Linked DNA regions of Oryctolagus cuniculus: region 1 is linked to region 2. Evidence: chromatin contacts called from public Micro-C data. All regions are on one chromosome and are shown on one strand. Each heading gives the region's core, a stretch centred on a gene start, on an enhancer-like site or on the middle of the called end of the contact. The rest is flanking DNA. Distances are from core to core; before and after follow the strand shown.

Evidence for each region. Hi-C and Micro-C count contacts between places; a contact is called where the count stands out from the background.
Region 1: a contact with region 2 is called in a Micro-C map of ear pinna, with 2.7 times the contacts expected there. The contact joins two enhancer-like sites. A contact is called at or near these places in 2 of 6 Hi-C or Micro-C datasets (ear pinna and embryonic fibroblasts).

The regions. Positions count from the first base shown.
Region 1 is chr15:20,035,602-20,038,758 of mOryCun1.1, reverse strand. All of the region lies in intron 1 of MXI1 (MAX interactor 1, dimerization protein), which reads left to right. LOC103351424 (a long non-coding RNA gene) reads right to left here. Exons shown (of 5, transcript XR_011382283.1): 2 at 1,576-2,481; 3 at 749-1,397; 4 at 1-499. Among named protein-coding and RNA genes, the nearest start is that of MXI1, 14 kb to the left of the region's middle. Within about 2 kb of position 1,273, at least 5 of the 8 cell types and tissues checked have an H3K27ac peak or open chromatin away from gene starts, as enhancers often do. A contact at or near this core is called in ear pinna, where this site is marked.
Region 2 is chr15:19,968,702-19,972,045 of mOryCun1.1, reverse strand. The region is part of intron 3 of MXI1 (MAX interactor 1, dimerization protein); the gene reads left to right. Among named protein-coding and RNA genes, the nearest start is that of SMNDC1, 31 kb to the right of the region's middle. Within about 2 kb of position 1,850, at least 2 of the 8 cell types and tissues checked have an H3K27ac peak or open chromatin away from gene starts, as enhancers often do. A contact at or near this core is called in ear pinna, where this site is marked.

The sequences.
Region 1 (3,157 bases), core at 24-2,523, 67 kb before region 2:
ACTTGTGCTTTTGCTATAGATGCAAAAGTCATAGGCAAAATGTTAACCCACAGAATTGAGCAGGACTTCAAAAGAATATTATACTGTGGCTGACCAGGTTAGATGCCAAACATGGCAGAAAATCATGAAATCTCGTGTATATGTGATGACAGATACAAATTAGAGGAGAATAATACATGACTATAGCGACAGGTAGTGGTGAGTCTTTTGAAAAAGGTATTTGGAAGGGATTCCCAATGAAGGCAACTACTTCAATACAACACGCTGTTGATTTGTGGGGTCTTTTAATTAAAGTGGGAGAGTGGGAATGGCCCATGGCCATCGCCAGCAGAGAGGGAGCTGCTTCTCCATCTCCTATCCTCGGGGAAGAGTAAGCCTGGAACCGGGAACAAAAACAGCCTTAGAGCCCCCTGCCATGTGCCTTGATCATGATATTTACGGTTGAAAACTATCAGAAAGTGGAGCTCCACCTCTGTTGTTTCTTTAAACTGGAATTCACCTGCAGAAGAAATATGGAGACAGATGAGTGCCTAGGGCTGCGGGACTGAGTGCTAACCCTTGCTCCATCAGTTTGAGAGACAGCTGTGTGGCCTTGAGCAAGTTGCTATACCTCTCTGAGCCTCAGTTGTCTTAATAAATGGAGACTGAGAAATAAGCTTAATGATATAAACTCCTGTGACAGGAACCATGAAATGTTACTTGGGGGAACATTCACTTGTTGTGGCCTTAGCCAAATCCCTGCACATACCTAATCAGTTGCACCCCTGATCCCCCCAAGTGGGTAAGCAAGCCACTTCGATGTGCATGTTAATTGAGTCCTGCATTGCAGATTTCTTCTTGGATCCAAGTCCGTGCAAACAAGAAAGAAAAGGACATTTAAGAGAGTAGTGCATCCATTATAATCACCGAAATAGGCTGCTGTAATAAGGGCCATTTAATAAAATGTGAGAAGCCCTTTTCTAAGAGGAAAGAGATGGGTCAAGTGCAGCTGTTTGAGCCTTTGCCAATGGTCTGATCTCACCAGAAAAACTGGAGTTAAAAAACAACAAACTTCCAGATTCAGCGATCTCAGATTAACACTGCCTCCCCTGCTGTTCTCCCCAGCCCTTGTCCTTTCTTTCCCTCTCTCCCCAGCTGGGGCACCTGGGTCACCTGGAGGTGTCTGTGTGGTGGAGATGTCAGCCGGCAGTCCTGGCGACTGGAGCCCGGGGAGGCGGCAGCCACCTCTCGGGTTTAGCATTACGTCATCCCTTCTGGACCCAAATTTATCTCGGCTGCACACAGGCCCGCAGCTCGGAGCTGCCGCTGACTTGAGGAGAGCTTACGCATGAAGTTAGGCAGGGCTGACTCACTGGGCAGACAGAAGGGTTTTCTGCTGCTCTTCACGTTTCTGGGCCCTGGGGGAGAGATGGGAGGAGACTGGTCGGCATTTTGGGTGTGTGTGTGTTGGGGGGGGGGGGATGGGGAGATGTATAAATGTTATGGTTCTCCTTTAGGAGCTCCGAGCTCACCACCCCCTGCTCCCAACATGATTGTTTGAAAATAATCCTTACAGATAATTGCAGAAAATCGTACCCTACACAGTCAGTACTCTGTGTTTTCAGGGAAGTTCTTGTAAGCACCAGGTGTCACCAACACGGTGGCTTTGCACTTGCCACTTAACCTCATGGCCTCTTCCCCTCTCTCCATCTCTTTCATCTGCAGAAAATGTGTATAACACATCACCCTCCATTGTTCATGAATCTGCAATAAATCACTTGGAAATTTGTGTGTAATAAACTGTGCCGGGAAAGGACCCCTAAGAATTGAGAGCTGTGTCTGGTCCCTACAGAAGGCAGATTGTTAGAGACCTGGAAGACTCTGGGGGGACTTTTTCCATTTTCCAATGAAACTCCCGAGGGAGGTGAGAGAGGAGAGAGGAGGGGAGAGAGAGAGAGACAGAGAGACAGAGAGTGAGATAAGATCCCAGGTTCTTTTGTCAGTAGACTCTGGAAGCCTTTTTTCCCTACTGCCTTTTGTCGTGCTAACTGGATTCATGTGAGCAAAAGGTGGCCCTGGCTGCACCTGGGTTCTACGGATAACACCCTAAGCTTTGTGCTGGAGGGCGGCCCTTGTGGCCAGTGTCTAAACAAGATCTCCAGGAGACAGCCAGAGCAGGAAGAGGCTAGAAATATGTAGATAAACCACCCCTGAACACTGCCCACCATCACTCGTACCTTTCCTGTTTTCAACATATCTGTATGTGGTGGCTCTCTGGCTACTTTTCCATCTCTCCTCTCCCTCTTGGCCATGGCTTCAAATGGAGTGGTTAATTTACCTGGATGTCAACTATGGAAGGCTGGGCATAGGCCCCAGTCATCGATCCAGTCTCCTCTTACCATCCTGTTATGACTCTGTGATCCATGGAATTAAACTCTTATTGGATTCATGTATATTTTCAATTCACATCACTTTGCTTGATTGCATGTCACATGGGTTTAGCTGTCATGGGGTAAATATTTTTTGTTTAAGTTCCTGGTGTAGCCCTTGGCAATTTGGGATCTGAGTCTTGAAGGGGTCCTGCAAGTGGTGGAAACTTTCAGTCTAGGAGTTTTTACCCTTGACTGACAGATGTTCTGAGTAAATGGTATTTTCTTTTAAACAGTCCTGTCCCATCCCTACCCAACATATCCCTTATTGGGCGTGGATGGTAGTTGTTACCATCACCCAGTGGTGAAACTCAGATCTGAAATGACCCAGCTAACATCTGAAAAAGTATAGCCCTTTTTCCAAAATCTTTACCCCCCCCCCCAAAAAAAATCCTTCATGGCTTGTGAACTCCCATTTTGGGCCTCCTTGCATTTGATGGAACATCTATTGGTTCCTAAATGTTATATCAACTGTAATGGTTAAAAGGGCTGGCAAAATTTTGTAACTTGTGACCTCACTGAACATTTTAGTCACTGCGCAAAACTAAAGGTACAGGCCGGCGCCGCAGCTCACTAGGCTAATCCTCCACCTAGTGGCGCCAGCACACCGGGTTCTAGTCCCAGTCAGGGCACCAGATTCTGTCCCGGTTGCCCCCCTTCCAGGCCAGCTCTCTGCTGTGGCCCGGGAGTGCAGTGGAGGATGGCCCAAGTGCTTGGGCCCTGCACCCCATGGGAGATCAAGATAAATA
Region 2 (3,344 bases), core at 601-3,100:
TTCTTCCAGGTCTTCCACACAGGTGCAGGGGCCTAAGGACTTGGGCCATCTTCTACTGCTTTCCCAGGCCACAGCAGAGAGCTGGATTGGAAGAGCAGCAGCCAGGACTTGAACCAGCATCCATATGGGATGCGGCACTGCAGGCTGTGGCTTTAATCTACTGTACCACAGCGCTGGCCCCTCCATGGACTTTTTGAAGATCTCTGTACTCAAGTATGTCTCCCTCTTTGTTTCCCCATCTCTCGGTCTTTCCCTCTTACCCTTTCCTGTCCTTTCTTCCTTCTCTAAAATTTTGAGACATGATCTCAGCCATGAATCAGAAATGATGTTCTCTAGTTTCAGGGATTAATAGTATCTGTAGTAATTAGCTCTAGCAATTTGAAGATAGATTCCTGAAGTTCTGTGGCAAGTCTGGAATTCAGATGAAATGTGAAATTTATTTGAAGCTTCTCTTATTTAAAAGTACATTTTGCGGCCGGCATTGTGGCTCAATTGGCTAATCCTCCACCTGCGGCGCCGGCACCCTGGGTTCTAGTCCCGGTTGCTCCTCTTCCAGTCCAGCTCTCTGTTGTGGCCCAGGGCAGCGGAGGATGGCCCAAGTGCTTGGGTCCCTGCACCTGCATGGGAGACCGGGAGGAAGCACCCAGCTCCTGGCTTCGGATTAGCACAGCGCCGGCTGTGGCGGCCATTAGGGGAGTAAGCCAACAGAAGGAAGACCTTTCTCTCTCTCTCACTTACTGTCTATAACTCTCTGTCTCTCTAACTCTGCCTGTCAAAAAAAAAAAAAAAAAAAAAAAGTACATTCTGCAGTATCTATGCTTCCTTATATAAAAGAATATTTTCTTACCAATCTTCAAGAAAATGATAGCTTCTGGAAAATATCTGGGTAACCATATTTAACCTTTTGGCATCAGATATCTGGTATATCTGTGTTAACTCAGTGTTAAGTGCATCTTATGGCTACACATAGCTTGCCCTAAGAATGCATAGATTTTTTCGAAAGTTTTAGAAAGTTTTCCAAGATTGAGTATCATATATCCCAACTGATTTTATTTTTTATGTAGGTGAGCCCTTTCATGCAGCGGTTGACAGTATGACAGAATAATTTGTGTTATATAATATATTATGGTATTATATGATTTGCAATCTCATTATTATAAAAGTTGGTGTTCCTATTATTTTATAAGATACCAATTCAGAGGAATAGTAAGTGAAAACAATTTCTTTTTGCAAAGTGCGAAGAGGGTCCTAGCTATTAAGTTTTTATCTATGTTCTAATGGAGTCCTGAGACTGCCACAATCATATCTGACACTAGGGAGATTGCTCTTGCCAAATCACTACCTGGGAGTTCATAGTCTGCTTATTTTTTGTGAAACAGATGATAGAAACAGTTGTAGGTAAAACGTAATTATCATGCCATTTTATAGGAAAAGATTGTCTAACTTTTGTATTTCAGAAACAAAATAAGCTGAACAACAGAATATGATCATAGATGTTTTAGTAAATGAAATTAATGAGCAACAATGTGTTTGATATATCTGGGTCCATCTTAAGTGCCTTTTTTTTATATGAAAAGTTAGCAGATTTTTTTCCTTGGTAGCTTTGGAGATTTTTCTGAAAATTCTCAACAGATTAAATTTTGGGAAAACCTTTGAATGTAGAATGTGTGGGATTATGCAGCTAGCTGCTGTCATGTGCGGGAGTGTGTGTGGGGGTTGGGAAACCTGGCCACCAGCCACTGCAGCTTTGAAGTATGAGGCTCATGGGAGAACTCGAAGTCCATTGCATAACATTAAACAGAAGAAAATACAAGCCCTGTGCCTATCACTTGATTTGTTTTCCATTTTGATTTAGTTAGTTGGCAAAGTCTTGGGACCCTGTAGTGGAGGAATGAAAGACAAGCCAGTTCCAATGAAGGACCATGCCTCCAAGGGCACCAGCCAGTGGATGGTTAGTAGGGCTGGGCAGGGGTTACATTTCTTATTGTTAGGCGAGGGGATTAGAGTTTTGAAAGACAACTTGAAAAACACCATTATGTGATACTTGCAGGTTTTTTCCTGACAGAGCATTCTTTCCCTCACAAGTATGGGCTGTTTGTGTGTGATATGCCTGTGCTTGAAAATATCACAGCTACTAGGAGGGACTATTTTTCTAGCAAAATCATTTCCCTCCATCTTCTGTGGTATTTCAGTTTGGCAGTAAAGTTTACAGGGTTTGAAATCAAAAGCAGCATTGGTTTCTTCAAGGAAAAATGATCCCAATCTACCAAAGTAAAAGCCAAACAGACCCTAATTGTTCTTTTTCCCACATGGGGCTTACCCTTTTTGAAGGTGTGGGTAATTATGATAGGGCCCTTCTTTCTGAAAGGGTTAGTGGCTGGGAATTGCTTTTTCCCCTGGGTAAAACTCACTTTTAAATCTCATTTTAAAACAGACCTCAAAGTGTCTTTGAAAATAAAAAGTATTTTCCTATCTCTCTCTCCAGCCTCCTCCCTTTCAGCAAGGAGACTTCAGTTCTCTCTCAGGACACCTCCTGCTGCAGTGTCTAATCCTAACTTTACTTTAGTAATACCCTAACTTAGGATAGATTTCATCCTTAGGGTTTTTATCGAGCTACCGGTGTGTGTGTGTGTGTGTGTGTGTGTGTGTGTATAATATAAATAATATCAATAAATAAAAGTATCTATGTGTTTAACAAAGGTTAAGTAAATACTGACCAAGGGGCTAGAATTTTTATTATTTTCCATTAAGTCTAGTTCTGTAAGTTTGGCAGTATCAGGTGCAAAACCATGCTTTTCATGAGTCTGTATTCTTTGAAGTCTTCTACTTCTTGTAGAATGTATCATGATATGATACTTGCAGTGTGTTCCTTAGTGAATAAGGACTTTCAGATCAAACCAAGCCTTTTTCTTCTTTTGTCTCTTATCTTCCTTCCTACTTCCAAAGTCTTATAGCCCATGATTTGGCAACTCCATTCAAGAGGCCCCTGAGCCACCAGTCACATGAGAATGAAGGCAAGAAAAGGACCAGATGGCATCAAAAGATACCCCTTTCTAGGTCGTTGGTGGTTAAGCTTGCAATCTAGTTACCAACAGGGTGACTATAGAGAGAAGGGATGGGGAGCAGCACCACTGTAAGGGAAGAATTTTGCCATGCAATTCTTGTTCCTTAAATTTCCTGGTGTGAAAACTTATGGAGGAAAATGGGTTTTCTGGTTTAACCGTTTACAGTTTGTACTCACAGGGTGTCCATTGCTGTTGGAAGGGTGCATTTACCTGAGTCGCACATACATGTGGAAACTATGTGCATTCTTCAGATGGGACTCAGAAGTATGGTTCCCTCTT